Linked DNA regions of Mus musculus: regions 2, 3, 4, 5, 6 and 7 are each linked to region 1. A link is a contact called in public HiChIP or PLAC-seq and promoter capture Hi-C data. All regions are on one chromosome and are shown on one strand. Each heading gives the region's core, a stretch centred on a gene start, on an enhancer-like site or on the middle of the called end of the contact. The rest is flanking DNA. Distances are from core to core; before and after follow the strand shown. Region 1 holds the start of Kank2 (KN motif and ankyrin repeat domains 2). Region 2 holds the start of Cdkn2d (cyclin dependent kinase inhibitor 2D). Region 3 holds the start of Ap1m2 (adaptor protein complex AP-1, mu 2 subunit). Region 4 holds the start of Zfp809 (zinc finger protein 809). Region 5 holds the start of Qtrt1 (queuine tRNA-ribosyltransferase catalytic subunit 1). Region 6 overlaps Dnm2 (dynamin 2). Region 7 holds the start of Acp5 (acid phosphatase 5, tartrate resistant).

What was found. Promoter capture Hi-C pulls out the DNA fragments that hold promoters and counts their contacts. HiChIP or PLAC-seq counts read pairs in DNA pulled down with a chosen protein or histone mark. Capture Hi-C pulls out chosen DNA fragments and counts their contacts.
Region 2: a contact with region 1 is called in an H3K27ac HiChIP or PLAC-seq map of embryonic stem cells, with 3 times the contacts expected there. The contact joins the promoter of Cdkn2d here to the promoter of Kank2 in region 1. A contact is called at or near these places in 1 of 484 Hi-C or Micro-C datasets (embryonic stem cells) and 2 of 115 datasets of contacts at active chromatin or transcription factors (embryonic stem cells and pancreatic cancer cells).
Region 3: a contact with region 1 is called in a promoter capture Hi-C map of pancreatic islet. The contact joins the promoter of Ap1m2 here to the promoter of Kank2 in region 1. A contact is called at or near these places in 2 of 39 promoter capture datasets (pre-B cells and stem cell-derived epiblast-like cells), 1 of 115 datasets of contacts at active chromatin or transcription factors (embryonic midbrain) and 2 of 9 other capture datasets (adipose tissue and pancreatic islet).
Region 4: a promoter capture Hi-C map of pre-B cells shows a contact between it and region 1, with 2.9 times the contacts expected there. The contact joins the promoter of Zfp809 here to the promoter of Kank2 in region 1. A contact is called at or near these places in 2 of 39 promoter capture datasets (hematopoietic stem and progenitor cells and pre-B cells) and 1 of 115 datasets of contacts at active chromatin or transcription factors (embryonic stem cells).
Region 5: a contact with region 1 is called in a promoter capture Hi-C map of second pharyngeal arch cranial neural crest. The contact joins the promoter of Qtrt1 here to the promoter of Kank2 in region 1. A contact is called at or near these places in 6 of 39 promoter capture datasets (cranial neural crest, frontonasal cranial neural crest, maxillary cranial neural crest and 3 more), 1 of 115 datasets of contacts at active chromatin or transcription factors (pancreatic cancer cells) and 1 of 9 other capture datasets (liver).
Region 6: a contact with region 1 is called in an H3K4me3 HiChIP or PLAC-seq map of embryonic stem cells, with 5 times the contacts expected there. The contact joins the enhancer-like site here to the promoter of Kank2 in region 1. A contact is called at or near these places in 1 of 39 promoter capture datasets (pre-B cells), 3 of 115 datasets of contacts at active chromatin or transcription factors (embryonic stem cells, microglia and pancreatic cancer cells) and 1 of 9 other capture datasets (adipose tissue).
Region 7: a promoter capture Hi-C map of pancreatic islet shows a contact between it and region 1. The contact joins the promoter of Acp5 here to the promoter of Kank2 in region 1. A contact is called at or near these places in 2 of 39 promoter capture datasets (hippocampal neurons and liver), 1 of 115 datasets of contacts at active chromatin or transcription factors (pancreatic cancer cells) and 2 of 9 other capture datasets (embryonic stem cells and pancreatic islet).

What each region holds. Positions count from the first base shown.
Region 1 is chr9:21,797,099-21,800,353 of GRCm38.p6, forward strand. Kank2 (KN motif and ankyrin repeat domains 2) reads right to left here and starts at 1,448. Exons shown (of 12, transcript NM_145611.4): 1 at 1,384-1,448. Dock6 (dedicator of cytokinesis 6) reads right to left here. Exons shown (of 50, transcript NM_177030.3): 50 at 3,082-3,255.
Region 2 is chr9:21,289,644-21,292,898 of GRCm38.p6, forward strand. Cdkn2d (cyclin dependent kinase inhibitor 2D) reads right to left here and starts at 1,566. Exons shown (of 2, transcript NM_009878.3): 1 at 1,166-1,566. The coding sequence starts at 1,306.
Region 3 is chr9:21,310,524-21,313,778 of GRCm38.p6, forward strand. It overlaps Ap1m2 (adaptor protein complex AP-1, mu 2 subunit), which reads right to left and starts at 1,810. Exons shown (of 11, transcript NM_009678.2): 1 at 1,684-1,810. The coding sequence starts at 1,725.
Region 4 is chr9:22,223,977-22,227,231 of GRCm38.p6, forward strand. Zfp809 (zinc finger protein 809) reads left to right here and starts at 1,736. Exons shown (of 5, transcript NM_001164624.1): 1 at 1,736-1,856. The coding sequence starts at 1,854.
Region 5 is chr9:21,410,029-21,413,283 of GRCm38.p6, forward strand. It overlaps Qtrt1 (queuine tRNA-ribosyltransferase catalytic subunit 1), which reads left to right and starts at 1,809. Exons shown (of 10, transcript NM_021888.2): 1 at 1,809-2,069; 2 at 2,205-2,273; 3 at 2,365-2,503. The coding sequence starts at 1,827. Gm16853 (predicted gene, 16853) reads right to left here and starts at 1,692. Exons shown (of 5, transcript NR_045742.1): 1 at 1,419-1,692.
Region 6 is chr9:21,455,802-21,459,056 of GRCm38.p6, forward strand. Dnm2 (dynamin 2) reads left to right here. Exons shown (of 21, transcript NM_001253893.1): 2 at 1,702-1,775. Among named protein-coding and RNA genes, the nearest start is that of Gm46104, 8.3 kb to the right of the region's middle. Within about 2 kb of position 1,665, at least 43 of the 459 cell types and tissues checked have an H3K27ac peak or open chromatin away from gene starts, as enhancers often do. A contact at or near this core is called in embryonic stem cells and microglia, where this site is marked.
Region 7 is chr9:22,130,370-22,133,624 of GRCm38.p6, forward strand. Acp5 (acid phosphatase 5, tartrate resistant) reads right to left here and starts at 1,496. Exons shown (of 5, transcript NM_001102404.1): 1 at 1,368-1,496.

The sequences.
Region 1 (3,255 bases), core at 198-2,697:
TCCCCTCCATAGCTCTGTCCCTCCAGTTTGTGTCTCCTCACGTCTCTGCCCTCACTTTGCTGGCATGAACACCTGAAATGCAGTTACCAGTTGTAGATAAAATTGGCTCTGCATCTGCCTGGAGCCTCAGAACCTCCAAGGACAGGAAGTTAGTCCAAAATATTTTCTGAGGACTTAAGAGAGACACAGAAGTAGGGAGCAGAATTGGGGTAGCCTGGGCTAGGGGCACTGAGGTGGAATGAATAATGAATAATTACCACACCGTTTTGTTTGGTTATTTAAGGCAGTTTCCTGTAGCCCAGGCTGGCCTCAAACTCACTATGTGGCTGGGGATGACCCTGAAATCCTGATCCTCCAGCCTGCACCTCATAAGTGCTGGCGTGGCTGGCTACACCACACCACACCATACATTCTGGGGTGGAACCCCCGGTTTCATACATGCTAGGCCCACGTTCTCCATCCCCAGCCATGCTTATGTTTTTGGAAAAAGATCTTGCAAGCTGAGTGTAGCCTCACATGCCTTTAATCCCAGCACTTGGGAGGCGGAGGCAGGCAGATCTCTGACTTGAACCTAAAACGGGGCAGATTCGCCCAAAGCACCCCTAGACCCTATACATCTTACTCTCCAGATGGAGCGATGGAGGTCTACGGGTCTCGTTATCTAACCTCAGGCTGGTAACTCCGTGGCGGGAGTCGGAGGAGGCCCCTCTCTCCACAAGATCCCGGGATGAGAGAGGCGGAAGGAGGCTGGAAGAATCAACAGGTGGGAGTTTCCAGGAAAGGGCCACAGGGTCTCCCCAGAGTGCACCCCCCCCCACCACCAGCCTGGGTGAATCTGGGATCTGGGGGTTTTCCTGCCGCGCTCCCTCCGCCCCTAAAGTTGGGGGTGAGGAGGACCCCGCCCCGGGCGGGGAGGGGGCGGGGCCTGCGGGGTCCCAGTCTAATGGCAAACATCTGCTGATCCCCACACCCGCCCAGCAGCCAGGCCCAGCCCGGCCGGACGCCCGGATGCCTTCCCGCCGCTGAGGGGCCTGGTCCGGCCACCCGGAGCTGCGAGAGCGGGGACCTGGGAAGGTTAGGGGACAGAGCTAGACGAGAGTGGCGGAGCAGAGGAAGAGAGGCAGGGAATGATAAAGGCATAGAGGTGGGCTAGGGGCAAGGGAAGCAGGGCCCAGGTCAGGGCTGGGGAGGGGAGAGGAGCGCGGGGACCCAGACGCTCCGGTTTGCAAAGTTTGGGCGCAGATGTTAAGACTTGAGAGGGACCAGCTAAGAGAGAGTGTGCGAGCTTGTAGCCTCGGGTTGGAGGTGGGTTAGAAATCCTGATAGTGCCCCTAGAGTAGCCCGGACCCCACGCCACCCCGATCAGCCCTCCGTCCCACTCGCCTGGCACGCTCGAGCCTCCGCCGTCCCAGGCGTCCTGCCCGCTCCGCCTCAGTCGCCGCAAGCTTGCGGAGCCAGCGCGGTAGCCACGCCCCCACCAGAAAGCCACGCCCCTCCAGTCTCCCGGGCGCCTCGGCCGCGGGGCCTGGGGGCGAAGTTGAAGGGTGGTCGTGGGGGTGCACGCGCTCTCGCTGCGGCCTGAGCACGTCCTAGGGTCTCAGTCGGCTCCTGGCCACCAGCCCTCCGGACAGGGTCCCCGCTTCTCCAAGCCTGGTGCCCGCCCTTCGCAGCTGGACGCTGCAGGGGGCGGAGCTGGCCGCAGCCCAGCTCGAGGGCGGGTGCGGTAGCGGCGACTGGAGGTCACCCCTCCCCCGTTGGCCGCCAGCAGCTGGAAGTCTTCCAGCTGCAGGCCGGGTGCACCATGGCGTGACCGCCGACCCAAACTCTAAGATTGCAGCACCCACACCCCAATCTCCTGAAATTGAAGTTGTGCCTCAGTTTCCCCATCAGCAAAATGGGGTCAATCACATGACCCATCTGTTAAGTGTGTTCAGAAAATTCCCTTCATACTACTCTTGGGCTGACACAAATCACAGGGCGTGGTTTATTGATTTTGTGAGGTTGGGGATGGACCCCAGGACTCTGAATGCTAATCACTCTGCCTCTAAACTACACCCTAGTCCAGAGATGAACTTCTGTTTGCACTGGACTTTCTGAAGCCACTCTCACAGCGGGACTGCACACCTGTAGTCCCAGCACATGAAAGATGTGGAGCCAGGGCGATCAAGTACTAGAGAGGTCACCTTCTACTCCAGTAATTCTGAGCCAGGAGAGACTGTCTCAAAATAAACAAACTAAAGACAAAACAACAGGAAAGAAAGAAAGGAAGAAAGAAAGAAAGAGAGAGGAAGGGAAGGGGAGGAAAGAGGAAAAATATAGCTTCCTGGAAGCCTCTGCTTAGCACACGTGACAGGTGGATGTCTCAGTGGGTAAACTGCCTGCCGGTGTGAACTAGGATCTGAGTTCGAACTCCAGCATCTACATAAGAGTTGGGCCCACAAGTTTACCTGTAAGCCGAATTCTGGGGGCTGGGCAGATCTCTATGGCTGGGGCTTACCAGCCAGTGAACCTAGCTGCATCTATGAACTCCAGGTTCAATGAGACCTGTCTCAAAAAATAAGTGGATGACCAAGGGGAGGCTCGTCAGATGTCAAGACGAAGGTGCCTGCTGCAAGCCTGAAAGCTCAATGCCTGCGATCTATACAGTGGAAGGGGAGAACTGAGTTCTGCAAACTGTCCTCTGACTCCACATGTGTGTCATGGCACCCATGCACCCACAAACATACAGACAGACAGAAAGAGAGAAAGAGGAGAAAAAAATACAATTAAAAATGATAAACCATTTAATCCCAGCACTTAGTAGAAAAGGCTGAGGCTGAGGTGGATGGGTCTTTGTGAGTTCAAGGCCAGGCTGGGAAGCAAAGTAAACACAAAACAAAAAGTGGAGAGACTGAGGAATACTCGTACATCACACGCTTGCACACGCAAACCCTCACCACAGGTGGACACACGTGACCTCGCACACAGGAAACACTCTTTCCCATGGCCATGTTACAATGTGAGTGTGTTCTCTTCTCCCACTGAATGAACGTCACTGCCCCCAGGGCAGGGGCCATGTCAACTGTCAGCACACCACACAGGTTGTATATAAAACTCACTTTAAATTAAAAACAAACAAAAACAAAATTTAGAATCCATCAGTGCAGACAGACAGGGGGCTCATCTCCTAGGACTTCGACTCGGGGCAGCTATAACTCCAGAAAGGCACAGGCAGCTGAGGTGTGGGTGCTGGTCTTCTGGGTGTGGCTCTTAGCC
Region 2 (3,255 bases), core at 316-2,815, 510 kb before region 1:
CTGCCTCCCAAGTGCTGGGATTAAAGATTAAGTGCTGGATTAATTTGTGTCACTACTGTGTAGCCCAAAGTTCTCTTAAGAACAACAACACAACAACAAAAAGCCCTAACTATAAAAGTGACTCTCATGAAAACATTAAAAAGCCAGGCATAGTGACGCTTTCATAATCCCAGGACCTCAGAGGCTCAGGCAGGAGGACAGTCTCAAGTTCAAGGCCAGTCTGAGATGCAAAGTGAGACTTTGTCTCAGAAATAAAAAAAGAAAATGAAGAAGCAAGAGAAGTAAAGAGAATGGATGAGAAAGGGAACCGGGCCAGGCAGTGGTGGCGCACGCCTTTAATCCCAGCACTCGGGAGGCAGAGGCAGGCAGATTTCTGTGTTCAAGGCCAGCCTGGTCTACAGAGTGAGTTTCAGGACAGCCAGGGCTACACTGAAAAACCCTGTCTTGAAGAGAGAGAGAGAGAGAGAGAACCAGGAAGGCGTCTAAAGCCTCTTTGAGGCCAGAGCAGTCCCATATCATTAGGGCTGTAAAGCCCCTTCAACACTACAATCTGGGAACTACATAGAATTTTTGAGAAAGAGATGCTCTAGACAATTTGGATCCCCTTTGTCGAGAAATAACTTCCTTAGACATAGGCATGATCTTCAGAATGTATGAGTACCCATGAAAAGGTGGGACTCTCCTATAAATGCCACCCAAATTACGGGACCTTCAAGCAATAAGGAATCGTTTTTGTTACTAGGCACGCAGAAGATACAAAAGGGGAAAAAATCTACATCACCTGCCGAAATGAAGATGTCCCTGAAATAACCAGAGATCCTTCAAGAGGGCACCTCAAAAAAAAAAAAAAAAAAGGCTATCTCCCTTGGAGAAGACATGCATGCCATCTTCCAGAGATCGAATATCTTTAAGGAGCCTCAAGAAATATGAGCTGTCCTCAAGGACTGGCACGAAAAGAAGATGAACCCACAGAATAAAGGTCTGCAGGGAAACTGAATCTGTCAGGCTATTAGACAAGAGCTGAAAAGCCATCCCCTCCCCCATCGCATCCTCACCACCCACCCAACATCAGAGCAAGCAAGGACTAAACCTTAAGGGATCACCAACCCGGGTCAGGAGACTTGTAGGGATGGGGTGTGGGGGCCGGGTGCCAGCCAGGCCTCACCTGCAAGGCCGTCTTGCCAAAGCGGTTCAGGGCGTCAGGATGCACCAGCTCCCGGTGAAGAAGGCGGCGGACCTCTTGCACGTCGCCACGGGCCGCTGCGCCACTCAACCGGTCGCCGACGCAGACTTCTTCCAGAAGCATAGTGGATACCGGTGGACTGTGAAACCCACCCAGCCCCAAGCCCAGTTAAGGTCAGGGCTGGGGAACCAGCAAGAGCTGGATCAGAACTCTAGGGACTGCGGTGCCACCAGGGCCAACTCTATGATCATTTGCCGGCCTCAGAGCCTGCGCCCTCCGCCCGTACGACCCCAGCGCTCGCAGCTAGCTCCTCCCCCTGTCACCGAGAGAGGCAGCGGGGAACCCCGCCCAGCCCTTCGGCGCCCGCCCCTTGGGCCGGGTCTCCCCAGACTCACCCTCCCTCCTTTCCTTGCGCGGGCGGGGTCTGCTCTGAGCCGGCACTGTACTGGCCGCCAGAGTCAGCCGCTAGTGGGCGAGGCAAGCCCGCCCCAGGCCCCGCCCAGAGCGCCCTTGTTTTCTTACAAACTCGCAACAGAGTAGCGAGAGCCACTTTGCCCAGAGCCCGACCTCCATTAGTCCCGCCTGCTGGGAATAACAGCCAATCAGCACGCGTTGCTGGGGAGGTTTGTCTCTCCCGTAGCAGTGGCGTGGCTCCTGATTGGTCAGCGTGCAGCGACCAGTGGAGCTGCCCGCCACAGCAGGAATTTTGGTTTTTCAAAACCGGCGGGCGGGCGGGAAAGAGGAGGAGGTTTAACTGACCCCAGCGGAGAGGCTGGAGACAGGCTGGCGCGGGCCCATCTTGGATCTTTAGCGCCTCCGGGAGGAAGGGAGGCAGGACTGGAAACTCCTATAACTGGAACATTTTAGTCATTCACGGACCGCGGAAATGCTAATAAGCAAGCTCTTACTGTGAAACTCGGAGCTTAGTTCATTCATTCGACTGCTGGGTTAAAGGAACGGCTTCTGAGTGGTAAAGCGCGGTGCCTTCTAACATTTTTGTTTGGTTGGCTGGTTTTGGTTTTTTCGAGACAGGGTTTCTCTGTGTATCCCCGGCTGTCCTGGAACTCACTCTGTAGACCAGGCTGGCCTCGAACTCAAAAATCCGCCTGCCTCTGCCTCCCAAATGCTGGGATTAAAGGCCACCACCGCCCGACTTTTGTTTGTTTTTATGTTTCTGCGGCAGGGTCTCTCTGTGTAGCCTTGGCTGGCCTGAAACTTATTTGATCTGTTTGAACTCAAAATCCACCTGCCTCCTCTGCCATTCGTGCTGGGATTAAAGGAATGGGCTACCAAGATGGTCTCCTTTAATTTATTTACTTATTTATTTATTTATTTATTTATTTATTTATTTATTTATAGAACCTGAAAGATGGATCAATGCTTTTGTAGAAGATTTAGGATTCAATATCAGCAACCATGTGACAGTTTAGCCATCAGTAACTCCAGCTTCAGAGATCCAACACCCTCTTCTGACCTATACCAACATGGTGCACATATAGACAATCAAATAGCCACATATTGTAATAATTCTCTTTTAGATTTTTCTACGTTTTTCAAGATAGGGTCTTAGTATGTAATTCTGGCTGTCCTAGAACTCCCTATGTAGGCCAGACTGTTCTTCACCTGCCTGCCTTTGCCTCCCAAGTGCATAGTATTAAAGGCGTGCCCCACTACTGCCTGACTCCTTTTTATTTTTTATGTGCATTGCTGTTTTGCCTGCATGCATGTCTGTGTGAGGGTGCCGAATCTAGAACTGAGCTGCCATGTGGGTGCTGGGAATTAAACCCAGGTCCTTTGGAGGAGCAAGAAGCCAGTGCTCTTAACTGGTGAGCCATCTCATTTCTCCAGTCTGGCAATTGTCTTTTTTTTTTTTTTTTTAAAGATTTATTTATTTATTATATGCAAGTACACTGTAGCTGTCCTCAGACACTCCAGAAGAGGGCGTCAGATCTTGTTACAGATTGTGAGCCACCATGTGGTTGCCGGGATTTGAACTCCGGACCTTCGGAAGAGCAGTCAGGTGCTCTTACCCGCTGAACCATCTCACCAGCCCGGCAATTATCTTTTAAGGT
Region 3 (3,255 bases), core at 560-3,059, 490 kb before region 1:
GTGAGCCTGGATGTGCTGGGCCTTGTCTTGCCAAGGCCTGCCATCGGAGCTACCAGGGAAGCTGAGAGCAAAGGATAGCAAGTTCAAAGCCTAGCCAAGCTCCGGAGTGAATCTGAAGCCGGCCTGGGTAATTCAGCCAGATACCATTTCAAAATAAAAATTCAGAGGGGGGACCATGAAAGAACTAAGTGGTTCTCAGTGGTTGAAGGGTCTCACCAAGCCTGACAGCCTGAGGTCCCACTCTAGCACCCGCACACACGGGAACAGGACAGAACAGATTCTCACATACGCAGAGCAAATGAATAAGTGTAATTTAAAAACTATGAAGAGCTGGCTCAGCGGTTAAGAGTGCAGACTGCTCTTCCAAAGGTCCTGAGTTCAAATCCCAGCAACCACATGGTGGCTCACAACCATCCGTAATGAAATCTGATGCCATCTTCTGGAGTGTTTGAAGATAGCCACAGTGTACTTACATATAATAAATAAATAAATAAATAAATAAATATTTAAAAGATGTAATTTAGTGCCAGTGTGCTGGCTTAGCTTGGGTTCCACCCCACCTACCCCCCCCCCCCGCCCACACACACACAGAGGAGGAAGAGGAGGAAGAGGAGGAAGAGGAGGAAGAGGAGGAAGAGGAGGAAGAGGAGGAAGAATCTTTGCTGAGGAGTTTCAGTGCCTGTCACCTCTCAGCCTTGAGGCAGGTGTCTTTGTCTCCACTTTCCAGGCTGAAGGAGTTGAGGTTTTAAACTATGTCCACAAAAAGCAGAGAAGTGGAGCTGAACCTCCCTTCCTAAGCTGTTCTTGTTCAAGGTTATTCTATTTCTTTGTTTTGTCTTGCTATTGTAGCCCAGGCTGGCCTTGCCCTCCTGAGCTCAGGTCATCCCTCTGACTCGGCTTCCAGAGTAGCTAGGATGACAGGTGCATGGTAGGACACCTGACCCCCTTGTCGTTATTGCTAGCTTCTTTTCACAGGCACTATTATTTTCTGTGTGCATAGTGTGTGAGGGAGCATGCTGATGCCTGGTGTGTGTGTGTGTGTGTGTGTGTGTGTGTGTGTCTGTATGTGTGTGTGTCTGTGTGGTGTCTGTGTGTGTGTGGTCTCCATTCCCTTTCACTTGGGTTTGAGACTTAAACTCAGGTCGCCAGGCTTAGGCAGCCGGTGCCTGGGCTTGTTGAGCCTGTTTTGTTTTTGAGACAGTGAGGGTGTCACTCACACATAGCTCAGGCCCGATTCAAACTCCCTTGATTTCCTGATCCTTCTGCCTCCACCTTCCAAGTGCTGGAATTATGGCTGCTTATGCAGTGCGCTGGGACCATTACCTAGGTCTGTGTGCTAGGCCAGCCAGCTGCCCACTGAGGCACATGACCAGGCTGTCATTGCATTACAGGGCTCTTGTTTTCATCTCTACCGCTCTGATCGACACTGGAGAAGCTTGCTAGGATAGCCAGAGAGTTACACTTGGCGCATTTTTGAGCCCCAGGGTTGCAGAAGGACTGTGCTCACTGGTTCAGGGCGCTCAGATGGTGGGCATCTCATTTTACAAACACGGAAAATGACTCTAAGAGAGGTGAAGCCCCTTGCCACAGACGGCTGGAGAGGACGGGTTCCCGGCTCCTGGTCCTGAGCCCTAGGCCCGCGGACTCGCCCGGAGTACCTCGATCCCTCGCCCTCTGCCTCACCTTGCCCTTGACGTCCAGAATGAAGACTGCCGAGGCCGACATGGTGGCAGTCCGTGAAGCTAGGAGGCGAGAGCGAGCTGCAGAGGCGGCAGCGCTGCGGCTTCCTTCTTCCTGCGGAAGCGCCTTCGCCCAGGTGAGCCGCCAGGTGAGCGCGTCTTAAAGGGGAGGCCGCCAGGTGAATGCGTCTTAAAGGGGAGGCCGCCAGGTGAGAGGCACGGTCGGCGGCAAATGCCAAGGCTGGTCCAGGAGCCGCGACTGCTGTCCTGTCTCAAGTTCTCCATCGATCCTCGCATCCGCCTACCCATGTATCCATTCACGCTCCGCTTCCACTCACCCACCCACCCACACATCCATCCATCACCCCCTTCCACATACGTATACACATTCACATCTACATTAACCCACCCATACATACACGTATCCACCCAATCAAGCATCCATCCACCCACCAGGGCATCAGCCTGTTCGTGTGTCTATGTAACTTGTTCTCTCACCCACACATACCAGTTTCAACAGGACTTGGCCCTTTTTCTATGTGTGACCCGGTGCCCACCACTAGATGTTCAGTAGTGTTAATCCTTCTCACACTAAACATTTTAATTGTTTCGTTGTTTCTGTTGTTATTATTAGTATTGCTGTTGCTGCTAGTTGTATATATTTTTTTCAAAACAGAGTTCTCTGTGTAGCCATAGCTGGCCTCGAGTCCACCTGCGTCTTCCTCTCGAGTGCTGGGATTAAAGGCGCCACCATGCTTCGCTCGTGTTGTTTATTTGTTTTGTGTTATTAATTCTAGAAGAAGCCGGGCGGTGGCGCACGCCTTTAATCCCAGCACTCGGGAGGCAGAGGCAGGCGAATTTCTGAGTTCGAGGCCAGCCTGGTCTACAGAGTGAGTTCCAGGACAGCCAGGGCTATACAGAGAAACCCTGTCTCGAAAAACCATAAAAAAAAAAAAAAAAAAAAAAAATCTAGAAGAAAGGTTGAGATAGCCCGGATGGCCTGGAGCTCATTGTGTGGTCCAGACTGGCCTCAGCCTTACAAGTTCTGTGATTAGTCACGAACCAACATGTCTGACTTTGTTTTCCGTTTTCTAATTTCATTCTTTTTTTTTTAATATCCCAGGCTACCCTTAAACTCAAGATCATTCTGCTTCCCCATTGCTGGGATACCGTTTTGCGGAAGGTGATGGGGAAAAAAACCCACTCTAAACCTTAGCCTAGCCATCTACATGACGCTCCGCTGTGGAAGAAACGTTTCCTGTGCAGCCGCCAGGGGGCGACAAAGCCCGTTTGGGCATCGGTGCGGGCTCTGACCTTTAACAGGCCGGGAGTCCAGATGCAGCTATGAGGATCTCCCAAGGCAATTGTCCTAAAGCAGAGGGCCTGTGTGAAGAGCTTATCAGCCACCACCTGGGAGGAAGCAGAGCACAGACAGTCTCAGGGCCACACAGCCGGGTTATCAGGCCACAATTCTCTTATTCTGGTTGTTTTGACAGTCCTAGGGGGTGGAACGCCCACCTTTGCTGGTGACAGGCAAGCCCTGTGCCCCTGATTACATTCCCAGCCCTTAATGTTT
Region 4 (3,255 bases), core at 486-2,985, 430 kb after region 1:
TGTTAGTCAGTTCATTTCATTAAAACATGTGTAAGCACAGTATCATAGCCTACAAATACCCAATGGAATGGAGGTAATACGCATATGTGGGGCACATTATACAAGCCTTTAAATTTTCCTACATTACTAATGCTGAGATTCACCAGAAAAAAACCCAAACTCCACCATTTTGAGCCAAATTTGAAGTAAACTTTATTAAATATTGACCAAGAGATGGACTTTGGTTAGAACCACTTATTTCCTGTAATTTCCCAGCTGAAAGTGGGCCCGGGTCACGTGCTATAGGCCAGGGTCACGTGCTATAGGAGTTTGTAAAGACAAAACCCATAGGCTACCCTCTACTTTCTTTGCCATGGGGTTTCCTTATTTTCCAGGAACTACAGCTTACAGCATTCCAGGAAGGTACCTGGTCCCCAGGCAGGTGGGGCTTACACGTTAATTTGGGATATTACAACATGACAGATTTAAAATGTTGTTGGTCTTCTATTTGGTTATTATACTCTGAATGTTAATACAGAATGAATGAAAACAGTATAATTACACATCTGCATGAAAGGGCCATAATGCAACTCATTACTCTGAGCATTAGCCGTGGTTTTAATAAAAAAGTTTTGCAGTACTGTTTTAAATTTTGTGTTAAAAATTGCTTCTCGGGCTGGAGAGATGGCTCAGTGGTTAAGAGCACTGACTGTTCTTCCAAAAGGTCCTGAGGTCAAACCCCAGCAACCACATGGTGGCTCACAACCATTCTTAATGAGATCTGACGCCCTCTTCTGGTGCATCTAAAGACAACTACAATGTACTTAGATATAATAATAAATAAATCTTAAAAAAAAAAAAAGAAAAGAAAAGAAAAAAAGAAAAGAAAAAAATTGCTTCTCAGCGGGGCGTGGCGGCTCATGCCTTTAATCCCAGCACTCAGGAGGCAGAGGCAGGTGGATTTCTGAGTTCCAAGTCAGCCTGGTCTACAAAGTGAATTCCAGGACAGTCAGGGCTACACAGAGAAACCCTGTCTCGAAAAAAACCAAAAAAAAAAAAAAAAAAATGCTTCTCATGTAAAGCCCCAGAGGGGCTTTACCTGCTGGAAGACCCCAAGTGAGACAAGATCTATGTTTATTTTTTCTGGTGCGCAGGGATCGATCTTCAGCAGTCTCTCAAGCAAGAGACAGGGGGCGATCCCGGTTCTAGCTTACAAGCACCGTATACATTTTTTTTTTTTTTTAGAGGGCAGATTACAGTAACAGCTTCTAGGCACTTGGTGATGGATGGCTAGACCTTTTGTCTGGTTGGCTGGGTGATATCGGGTCATCCTTGGAGAGTACCTTCGTTCCCCAGAGGGCCCAGGTAGCCTTCAGCCAGCACTTTTTTTTTTTTTTTTTTTTTTTTTTTTTTTCTGGTATGTGTTTTGTCAGAGTCGGTCTGGGTTGGGTCAGAGTTGCTTAATCTTATCATTTATCCACAGGTCAGCACCCCCCACCCACCCCCCGCGCCACACACACACACAGAGAAACACAGAGACACACACAGAGACACATACATCACATCACAGTAAGAAAACTTCACGGGAATTAAAATAAATTATTGTGATACCGTTTTTCTGTCCGCTAAGACTTTCCGTATGATCAGACAGCCTTATGCCCTTTGCTACGCCCCGCCTTCCGTCATCGATTGGTGACTTTGACTGTCACTCAGGCCCTGTGACAGGACCGCTCTGAAATGAGGAAGTGGGGTGGATTTAGAAAGTTCAGAGGAGGTCTGAGCCTGCCATCTTGGGTCCTGTGGTCCCCAGGCGTCCGTTGCGGGAAGTTGTGCTGGTGGCGGAGACCGAGTCACAGGACGCTCCCAGTCCCATCATGGTGAGCTCGGCGCGGCGTCCCTGTGGAGCCGGTGTGGATGGCTGTGGGATGGGGGCTGGGCGGGCTCAGGGCACCCCGGAGCGTCCTATCGCGCCCCGACCATGCGTGGGGACTCGAGCTGGCTGCAACGCCCTGCACAGCTCTGCCACCCACAGGCAAGAGACAGGAATGCCTGACCGCTGGGTCGCTTCAGCGCCGGTGTCACACTAGGAACTCTGGGCTTCCGTTTACCTGCAAGGTTGGGATGGGGAACTCTGCGCCCTGTCTGGAAACTCTCGGAAGCTGGGTGCAGGGAGCTGGGTCTAGTAGGGGTGACTCTCCATCTGTCTGTCACTCTGGGATAGGCCTGTCAGTGTCCTGGCTGTCACCAATCAGGAACTTTATAGACTTGGGAGATGTTGATAGAACCCATCCTTAGGATGGATGAGAGACTAGTGGGTCTGAAAGGATCCCCGAGGATTAAATATTTTTGCGCATTAATTGGAGGAAGTGGGGAAGATAAAAATTCAGTTCCTTGTCCTAAACAGTAGTTTTAAAGTATCTGATAGACTTAATCTTAAAATTGCTGAGGTACAGGAATAGCCACGCATTGGATGTGTGTGGTGCAGACTGTGACGTGGTACCGAGGAGCAGAAGGCAAGGGGGAAGCAGTATGACTGTGAGATCTCTTCAGGCCCTGAGTTGCTCTTTTTTTTTTTTTTTTTTTTTTAAGATTTATTTATTTATTTATTATATGTAAGTACACTGTAGTTATCTTCAGACACACCAGAAGAGGGCGTCAGACCTCGTTACGGATGGTTGTGAGCCACCATGTGGTTGCTGGGATTTGAACTCGGGACCTTTGGAAGAGCAGTCAGTGCTCTTAATCGCTGAGCCATCTTGTAGGACCCCAAGAAGGAGCCCCCCACTCAAGTCTCAGGTCGCGGGGTCACCCAAAGAAACATGAGAGACCTTCTTGAGGCAGCTTTAATGGCCGAGCTCCGGGTCAATCAATACGTATCTCACTCAGGAGACAGAGGAATCGACCCTGAGACTCAAAAACTCAGGGTTTTGATAGGGTAGGGTCTAGGAAGAATTGGCGCGGTAGTGAGCAGAGTAGTACCGGGGCGTATAAGAATTCTAAAGCCGGGGGCTTATCAGAGTCGACAATGCATCTGGTTAATGTTTCAGCTTTTAACTATGCTCTCTATAGAAAGGGGGGCAAGCAGGAGGCGCCGGGCTGCCAGATGGTCAAAGAGTCAGCCAAGATCGTCAGAAGCAGTTCCTATTCCCTCCCTTTCTTTACGACCGGGAGACCTGGGAGACCTAGCTTCAAGACGGACTCGGGCATGCCCGGGCTAGTTTTCTTTGCAGTCTCAGTCCCAGGCCTTTTTAGTTTAAACCTTTTATTTTATTTAAT
Region 5 (3,255 bases), core at 559-3,058, 390 kb before region 1:
ATAGCAGGTTCTGCATAGCAGCTCACTGGGAATATTGTGGGACAATGGTGCCCTCTGCCGGCAGAGGTGGCAGATACGGTTTATATTGACAGAAAATCACTTGGCTATCTTTATTAAATCTCTGGTCAGGGCAGTGGGAACACGTGACTGTACACACACACACACCTCCCTCATTGAATAAAGTAATAGGGTCAAGTTTCTGGGCATTAGATTTCTTTTTGTAATGATAGGAATCCTTTGACAAAAAAATGACTGAGCGCCTGACTACATGCTAGGTCCTTAGTAAATGAACACAGAATGACAGACTATTGTTAGTGACTACATGTATGAAGAGTATGCTATGTGAGTATGTGTGCAGAGGACTCAACCCAGAGCCTTGTGCATGCCAGGGAGAAAGTTGGGTTGTTTTTGTTTAAAAGATTTATTTTGTGTATTTAAGTATTTTGCCTGAATGTGGGTGTGCTACCATCTTACCTGCCTGGTCAGAGGAGGACATCAGATCCACTGGAAATGGAGTTACAGGGGGCTGTGTGTGCTAGGAGTACCATGTCCTCTGGGTACGTGCTCATTAGCCCCTATTTTGATTTTTTTTTGTTTTGTTTTTTTGTTTTTTGAGACAGGGTTTCTCTGTGTAGCTCTGGCTGTCCTGGAACTCACTTTGTAGACCAGGCTGGCCTCGAACTCAGAAATCCGCCTGCCTCTGCCTCCTGAGTGCTGGGATTAAAGGCGTGCGCCACCACGCCCGGCTTTTGATTTTTTTTGTATTTGAGTATACTGCCACTGTTTCAGAAGAAGGCATTGGATCCAATTACAGATGATTGTGAGCCACCATGTGGTCGCTGGGAATTGAACTCAGGACCTCTGGAAGAGCAGTCAGTACTCTTAACCGCTGAGCCATCTCTCCAGCCCTGATTTTTTTTAAAAAATAATTTTATGTGCATTGATGTTTTGCCTGCATGTATGTCAGATTTCGGCATTACAGACAGTTGTGAGCTGCCATGTGGGTGCTGGGAATTGAATCCAGTTCCTCTGGAAGAGCGGTCGGTGCTCTTAACTGCTGAGCCATCAGGTTTTTTTGTTTGTCTGGCTAGGGTTTTTTGTTGTTGTTGCTTTTTGAAACAGGGCTTCTCTATGTAACCCTGGCTGTCCTGGAACTCAGAAATCTGCCTGCCTCTGCCTCCCAAGTGCTGGGATTGCAGTAGTGCCCTACAGTGCCTTTTTTATTGCTTGTTTTTTGAGGTAGTTCACAATATAGCCCTAACTTTCCTGGAGCTTGCTATATAGGCTCACAGAGATCCACCTGCCTCTACCTTTCCTTGTATCAAAGGAGTACAATAACAGGCTTGGCTCCATCTTTTTTTCCCCTCCCTTTTTGTGAGATGAGATCTCTCTGTAGCCCAAGCTGGCAGGAAACTCACTGTGCCGGTGTCGATCTCCAACTGCACATAATCCTTTTTCCTCAGCCTCTGAAATCTTGAGATTCCTGATGAGTTATCATATCCGGCTGTTGTATTTTATACAGCAGAAAAACATGTCTTGGAGTGTTTAAAATACATTTATTGTATGTACGCCCATGCGAATTTGAATGGCTGTCTTGTAGATCCCAGAGACAGGTCATCGGGCTTGGCGCTGTGTATCTTCACTCGGTAAGCCATGGCACTGGGCCTTAGAACGGTGACAGCTATGGGATCTGGAAGTAGAGCACCCAAGCGTGTGGAGGGTGTGGCGTCAGTTGCTATGGTTCCCTATAGCTCTCAGATCACGTGATTCGGGGCACCTCGGCGCTGTCCTCTGTGGTCTCAGGCCACGTGGTTCCGGGACTGAAAATGGCGGCGGTAGGCAGCCCAGGTTCGCTTGAGTCCGCTCCACGAATAATGCGGCTGGTCGCTGAGTGCAGTCGCTCCGGAGCTCGGGCGGGTGAGCTGCGGCTGCCGCATGGAACGGTAGCCACCCCTGTGTTCATGCCTGTGGGTACACAGGCCACCATGAAGGGTATCACCACGGAGCAGCTGGACTCCCTGGGCTGCCGCATCTGCTTGGGCAACACCTACCATCTGGGGCTGAGGCCGGTGTGTGGATTCGATCTGGGGGGTGGGTGGCGAGGGGGTCTTTGGAAAAGTCTGTTGAGTAAGGCCCACAGTGCCGGGGCTCACCCACACCTGGCCGTGGAGCTGCGGGCACCGCTAACTTTTTCTCCCTCACAGGGACCGGAGCTGATCCGGAAAGCCCAGGGTCTTCACGGCTTCATGAATTGGCCCCACAATCTGCTGACGGTGAGTTGGGGTTGCCGCCCTCGGGCGCTGCGTTGAGGTGAGAGGTCCCCAGTCTCAATCTCCTGACAGCTTCGCTGCGGGGTCTCCCCAGGATAGCGGCGGCTTCCAGATGGTGTCCCTCTTCTCCCTGTCCGAGGTGACGGAGGAGGGCGTCCACTTCCGCTCGCCCTACGATGGAGAAGAGACACTTTTGAGCCCAGAGAGGTCGGTGGAGATCCAGAATGCTCTGGGTAAGAGGAGGGCTTCGAACGCCACGTATGGTTTGGATCGTCTTTGAATTTGGACTCTTTCACCTAACGAAAATAAGGATAGCCGGGCGTGGTGGCGCATGCCTTTAATCCCAGCACTCGGGAGGCAGAGGCAGGCAGATTTCTGAGTTCGAGGCCAGCCTGGTCTACAAAGTGAGCTCCAGGACAGCCAGGGCTACACAGAGAAACCCTGTCTCGAAAAACCAAAAAAAAAAAAAAAGAAAAAAAAGAAAAGAAGGATAAAGAATAGGTCCTGTGTTGGGCATGTGCAAGAGTTAATTAGAGTGTTTTGCCAGTGTCCTGGTCTAGATCCTCACTACAGCAAACAAACAAAACAAACACTTTAAAAAGGAGGGTGGGGGGTGGCGCACACCTTTAATCCCAGCACTTGGGAGGCAGAGCCAGGCGGATTTCTGAGTTTGAGGCCAGCCTGGTCTACAAAGTGAGTTCCAGGACAGCCAGGACTACACAGAGAAACCCTGTCTTGAAAACAACAGAGAGAAAAAGTTGGATGTCAAAGCTGGCAGTAGTAGAATTATACCTAAAATCTTGAAGTGTGGGGGTAGGGAGATTGCTGTGAGTGGACAGCCTGGACTGCAGGGCTCAAAGGAAGACACCCTGTCTCAAAGAAAAAAGAAAAAAAAAAAAAAGACAAAGAAGCTGTTTTCATTTCCTGACAAAACAGAGAACTAATGCCAGTACTGTAAGCACAGTACTGAATACAGAGTCATCCT
Region 6 (3,255 bases), core at 415-2,914, 340 kb before region 1:
GCCCATCAGCACACACACACACACACACACCCGCTGAGCTGTGAAGCTTTTAACAGGTCATGCCTCTTTTATTTAGTGTGTGTGCACACATATGTATCAGTGCTCCTGTGTATATCGTGGTGCATGTGTGGAGGTCAGAGGACCACTTGTGGGTTGGCTCTCTCTTTCCACCATCTCAGTCCTGGGCATTAAGCTCAGGCATCAGCCTTGCTGGCAGTGGACTTTCTTCCTCCCCTCTCCTGTCTTTCATTCCTTTGCAGTGTTGGGGATGGTGCCATTAGCTGCCCATGCTAGCCTGGTGCTGTGCTGCTGAGCTGTAGCCCTAGTTGATGAGGCTGACCTGGCACCTGTGTTGTAGCCAAAGTCAACCTTGACATTCTGAGTCTCCTACTTCCGAGTTCCCTCCTGCCCCTCAGATTGTCACTTGTGTCTCTGGAAGCCACTCAGCCAGAGTTCTTCCTGAGCCTGGGATTCACAGACACTCTGTATCTATTTGCAAATTCTTCCCCCCCCCCCCCACAGGGTTTCTCTGTGTAGCCCTTTGTAGACCAGGCTGGCCTAGAACTCAGAAATCCGCCTGCCTCTGCCTCCCGAGTACTGGGATTAAAGGCATGCACCACCACGCCCCGGCAGTAATGAACTTTTTGACCCTCCTATCTCCTATGCCCTGCTAGTGACCTTTCTTGAGAGACACAATTAAGTATGCATCGTAAATACACACCCTGATTGTTCTGATAACTTTAAATCAAAACAAAACAAAAACTGCTGATCACCGTACAGATCAGCATTGAGGCTAATTTTTGCCTCCCAAGAAAGTTCAGTTGTGTGTCTTCCTGCCTGTTCCTCCAAGGAAAAGCCTTTGCCCTGATTCCTATCACAAAAGATCAGCTTTGCCTGTTCAGGTTCAAGTCTATCTCTGTGGTAGCTTGTAACCTGGGCCACATGTCTGAGAAGATGTGCATGGCTCCAAGACAGCCATACTCTTCTCTCCCTCTTCTCCCCTCCCCCCTCTGCCTTTGTAGACCAGGCTGGCCTGGAACTCACACCTGCCTCTGCCTCTGAGTGCTGGGAATAAAGGCCTGCGCCACCAATGCCTGGCAGCTATACTAATTTTTACACCTAGTTAGGGAGACCACACAGGGATAACTGTGGGCCAGCCATGCAGCAGTGCTGATGGTGACCTAACTTGGGATTTTTGGCCTCTACATTAGCTGGTATAGGCATTAGCCACCATGGCCATTTTCTTCCGTGCTGGGAATCCTGCTGGGGAAGCTCTCTACCAACTGAGCCACACCCCAGCCCTTGTTTTATTTTGAGACAGCTTCTTGCTGTGTAGTCCTGTCTGGCCTGCCTCAGCTTCCAGGGTACTGGGGTGACTGGCGGTTGTTTGTTCGGTTGGCTTTGAACTTGATCCTTCCCCAGTCTTTCTTGTGGCTCTTTTGCCATGGGCAAGATTGTCTGAAATACAATGCAAGGAGGGCTTAGTGGAAGTGCTAGAGCAGATTGTGTGTACACAGCTCTGTGTCTTCCTACTTAGTTCAGGTCCCCTGCAGACCTTGGGCTGCAGAGCCTCGGTAGCCGAGGGCTTTCCAGGAACGCAGCTGGGGTTGGTGCGTTTGTTAAAACTTGCAGGAAACAGTTGCCTAGTGCCTGTGGTCACCAGCAGCACTGAGTCATTTCTGCTGCTTTCTCTTCTCCCAGGGACTTCCTTCCACGAGGATCAGGAATTGTCACCCGGAGGCCTCTCATTCTGCAGCTCATCTTTTCCAAAACAGGTATGAGAAATAGAAATTCAGGGACTGGAGAGATGGCTCGGTGGTTAAGAGCACTGACTGCTCTTCCAGAGGTCCTGAGTTCAATTCCCAGCAACCACATGGTGGCTCACAACCATCTGTAATGGGATCCGTTGCCCTCTTCTGGTGTGTCTGAAGACAGCAACAGTGTACTCACATACATAAAATAAGTAAATCTGTAAAAAAAAAATTTAAAAAAAGAAAAGAGAAATAGAAATTCAAAACCAAGACAAAGTAGAAATAATAAGTAAAGCGAGGGACGCAGAGGTAGCAGCTCGTGGACAGCTCCCTGGCATGTCGGAAGCCCTGCTTTCACCACCACCACCACCACCACCACCACCACCACCCCCCACCACCACCCCCACCCCCCCACCCCCCCCACCCCCCCCGCCCAGCAGAATGAACCTGGCCTGAAGGTGCATAGCTGTAAGCCCAGCACCGGGAATGTGAGAAGGGCTAGACGCTCCAGGTCATCCTGTGATGCATAGAGAGCTCAGGGCCACCTTGGGCTACGGAAGAGCATGTCTTCAAACAGCAGCAATAAATTGAAGAACACCCTTCTACAACCCTGAGTCCCCAGGCAGGACCAGGCTACCTGGTGCCCACAGTTACTTTCTGATTTATTTATTTTAGTTTATTTTATTTTTTTGAGAAGTCTTGCCTGGCAACCAGAATTGCTGCCTTGTACTTTCTGTATGGTCATAGACCAGCCCCAACTGGAAGGACCACTGTGCCTGGTATTTGAGGCTTGATCCATAGTCTCATGCTGCCAGTTGCTCCCAGTATGGCATGTTAATGAATTTACAGATGGGAACTGAGGCCCAGCCAGGTTACCTGCGTTTTTAGGGGGCCACTGGCCTGGGATCCTCAGCCAATCCAGTGCGGCCTGACATTCCAGGGCCCTGCAGTTGTTCTCCTGATTCTACCAGTTAGGCGTGGAGGGGAGGCTCCAGCGTAAGCTGCTGGTTTGGTGTGCCAACCACAGGATGGGCTGCTGCCTCTTCCATCAGGCTTGTGCTCAGCTCTGCTGCCATAGGCCCTGACCTCTATCCCTGTGCTTGCTTTCATCGCCTTCAGGGGTTCCACCTCACCTTAGAAATCCCTATTTTGCACTTTTTCCTTTTGGCTTTTTGAGGCAAGGTTTCTCTGTGGCTGGCCTGGAACTCACTCTGTAGACCAGGCTAGCCTCGAACTCACAGTGATCCACCTGCCTCTGCCTCCAAGTGCTGGCATTAAAGCTGTGCACCACCACTGCATGGCTTACTTTTGTACTTTTTCATGGAACATCAGCTGCCACTGTTGCTGCTCCTGGTCCCTGGCCACCCTGGGAAAGCCTGCATGGCTGCAGAGAAGGGAGCCAGGCTTTCCCGGGCTCCTGTCTTCCCTTTGTAGGTGCCTGCAAAGTGCAGACAATTGGAAGACTTGGTTGTGTGCCAGGCTTGTTATACCTGCAGGTTGGCTG
Region 7 (3,255 bases), core at 246-2,745, 330 kb after region 1:
ACACACACACACACACACACACACACACACACCCTAGCCATCTACAGCCGTCAGTTCCACAGACACACCAGTAGCAATTGGGCCTGCAAGGAGCTGAGGAGCTGGGAAGGTGGCCCCCACAGGCCTCTTCCACCTCGCTCCTCTGACACTTACCCTGGAGGAAGCACAGGTGGTCAGAGAGGCTGCAAGAGGCAGTTAAGCTCCTGGACCAAAAGCGGTGATCACCGAGTCTTTATTCTCTGGGGCAGAAGTGCATCATTGGGAAAGATGATGCATTTTCTCCGAGGATTGTCCAGAAGCCCTCCCCTTGGGTCATGTGAGCACTGGACTTCCCCAGAACTGGAAATGGGGCTGGGGCGGGGGCACCCAGGCCAGACTGAGCCGTGAAAAGTTTCTCGAAGCCAGCACAGTCAGCCAGGGTCTGATGGTAATGTGTACTGGGCATCTGTAGGTCCCGAGTTTGACTGTTCACTGCACTGAGGCTGTTCTAGGCTGAACGTCTGTGTTTTCACACCCTTGGCTGTCTGTAACTCGCTGTCACTTTTTCTGGGTGGGTGTCTCGACTCTAGCATGGGAACCTCAGTGGCTTGCCTGTGACATACACTCCAATTATTTTTTTTTTTTTGTTTTTGTTTTGAGACAGTGTCTCAAGAAGCCCAGGCTATCCCTAACTTCCTCCCTGGGTAGCCAAAGATGAGCCACTTCCAAGTGTTGGAATTACAGGCCTAAATAATTCCTCTGTGGCGCCCATGTAACAGCCCCCTGTCTCCTCTGTGTTTTGTAAGTCCTAGTGCAAATTGTGTATCTGGAGTCATCTAAGTGTGGGACTGTCTCCGAGTTCCCCCTCGCCATCATAAACAGCAGCAATAACTGCCTTTTCCAGGAAGTTCTGTCCACACTCTTCCATGGCCTTTCCCACACCCGGTTTCCAGCCTAAGGAACTTCCAGAAGGCACACACCACGTGGCTGGCTGTAGCCTTTTGACCTTGGCACCTACAGCAGTCAGCTGCAGGCTGTTTCGACCGCAGAGCCCAGCGCTGTGGTGGGTGTGGCCAGCTTCCCACCTCCTCCCCTCCCTCCTTAACTTCACAAGCCGCCCAATCTTTCCAGACTCCTTCCTTGAACACTCACCACCAACCCCTCCGGTCCCTGCAAGCTCGGATTCTGGAATCTCTCGTTCCGTGCTTTGCATAAAGGCTCAGAGAGGGTCAGCGACTCACCCCAGGTCACCCAGCGAAGAGTTTGCCTTGCATTCCCCACTCGCACCTCTCAGTAGAGGCGAACAGGAAGGAAGTGGGGTGGCCCCAACAGACAGAGACCCCCTCCCCCGTGGGAGGCAGAGCAAGGGCCTGGCGGGCGAGTCTCACCTTGGCGGTGGGTCCAGGACAAGCTGTGCTACCCAACTGAGCTGCGGATTCGCGGCGGGTCGCTCCGGGCTGCACGAGTTGGGAAGAGGCGGCGCGGGCCAGCCTTCGCCCACGGCTCCCTGCCTGCCCTACAGAGTCCAGAGTTGCAGAGGGCGGGTGCCTCGGTTTCCCCGCCCCAATCCTGCCTCAGCCATTACCTGGCGCCTCGCCTCCAAGGTTCAGAGTCCCAGGAGTTAAGGGAGACCCGGGACCTGATTTCAATACCACCTGCCTTCGACTTTTGGGGTGCTCACAGCCTCTGGTGGCCGCGCAGGGGAGGTCCAGCCCCGGACTGAGCCAGGCTCGGTCTCCCGGTCTTTAAAATGGGTGAGAAGATACCAGGCTGGTGGCAGGTCAGCGGTGGAGGGCTTGCTTGGCCCCAGAGCGGCTCGGGTTCCATCCCAGCAGTGGGTTTGGGGCGCGCGGGGGGGCGGAGGAGGGGATTTGACTGAGCTATCTGTGCCAGATAACAGCCACCTGTAAAACAGGCCTTCAAGATTGATCGGGAGAGAAGGAATTTAGGCAGAGAGGGACCCAGAGGGGCGGAGCAAAGCCATCCTCTTCCGCACACTGCAGGTCTTTCCTGTTATTTCAAACAAGAAATTTTGCCGGTTTGCAGGGAGGCTGGGGTGTGACTCAGTTGGTAGAGTGCGTGCCAACACGTACGAAGCCCTAGGTCACAGACGCAGGCCGGTATACACCAGGTGCGCAGTGTAACCCTGGGCCGTGGAGGTCAGAGGGTCAAGAGTTCATGATAAATCTCAGCTCCATAGCAAGTTCAAGACCTGAGACTGTCTCATTCATAAATAAATAGGTTGTCCTTAGAATTCCACAAAATAAAGCTGGGCCAGAATGGGACTCACTTCTTTAATCCCATCACTCGAGAGGCGGAAGCAGATCTCTGAGTTAAAAGGCGGCCTGATCTATATAGCAAGTTCCAGGATATCCACAGCTACACAGAGAAACCCTGTCTCTAAAACCAAAACAAAACCTAAACAGAACAACAAAGGAATCCCAAAGAATAAAGTCTGGCGATGGGCCTTCGAGATGGCTCAGAGCGGCACTTTCTGGCAAGACTTGAGAGCCTGAGTTCCATCAGGTTTCCGGAAGGAGAGCACCGGCTCCCAAAAGTTGTCCTCTGACCTCCACATCCGGGTTGTTGCCCTACCAATAATAAGTAAGTAAATAAATGTAATAAAGATTTAAAGAGTCCTGGTGTGGTAGATCATGTCTGTTAATGGCAGGAGGATTGGAGTGAGTTTGAGACAACTGGGCTAAATAGGGAGGACTGGGTCAGCCTGGGCTAAAGTGTGAGATCCTGTCTAAAAAATACACTTCCCCAAAAAATGAATTCCTGAGAAAAAGAACATAATCCCAGGGGTTGCTATCTTTCACATGCCCAGTGCACTCATAACTGTACACTGCTCCAGTGGTTATCTCTCACATAGCCCAGTGCACTCATAACTGTACACTGCTCTTGCAGAGGACCAGGTTTGGTTCCCAGGACACATGCGGGGAGGCTCACAACTGCCTGTAACTTCAGCTCCAGGTCAACTGATGCCTCTGCAGGCCTCCGAAGGCACCTGCACTTGTGTGCATATAGACTCACACAGGCACCTGCACAAGTGAAAAGAATAAATAAATCTACACACTCCTAGAGACCTGCCGGTAGTTAACAGGTACCGAAGGATGGAGAGGCAGTTTCTTCAGTGGTGAGATTCCCATGCTCCTGTAAGCAAGCCTTAGGAAACTCACGCGCACACACACACACACAGTGCGCACATGCGTGCATGCACGCGCACACACACACACACACACACACACGCACACAGTGCGCACATGCGTGCAT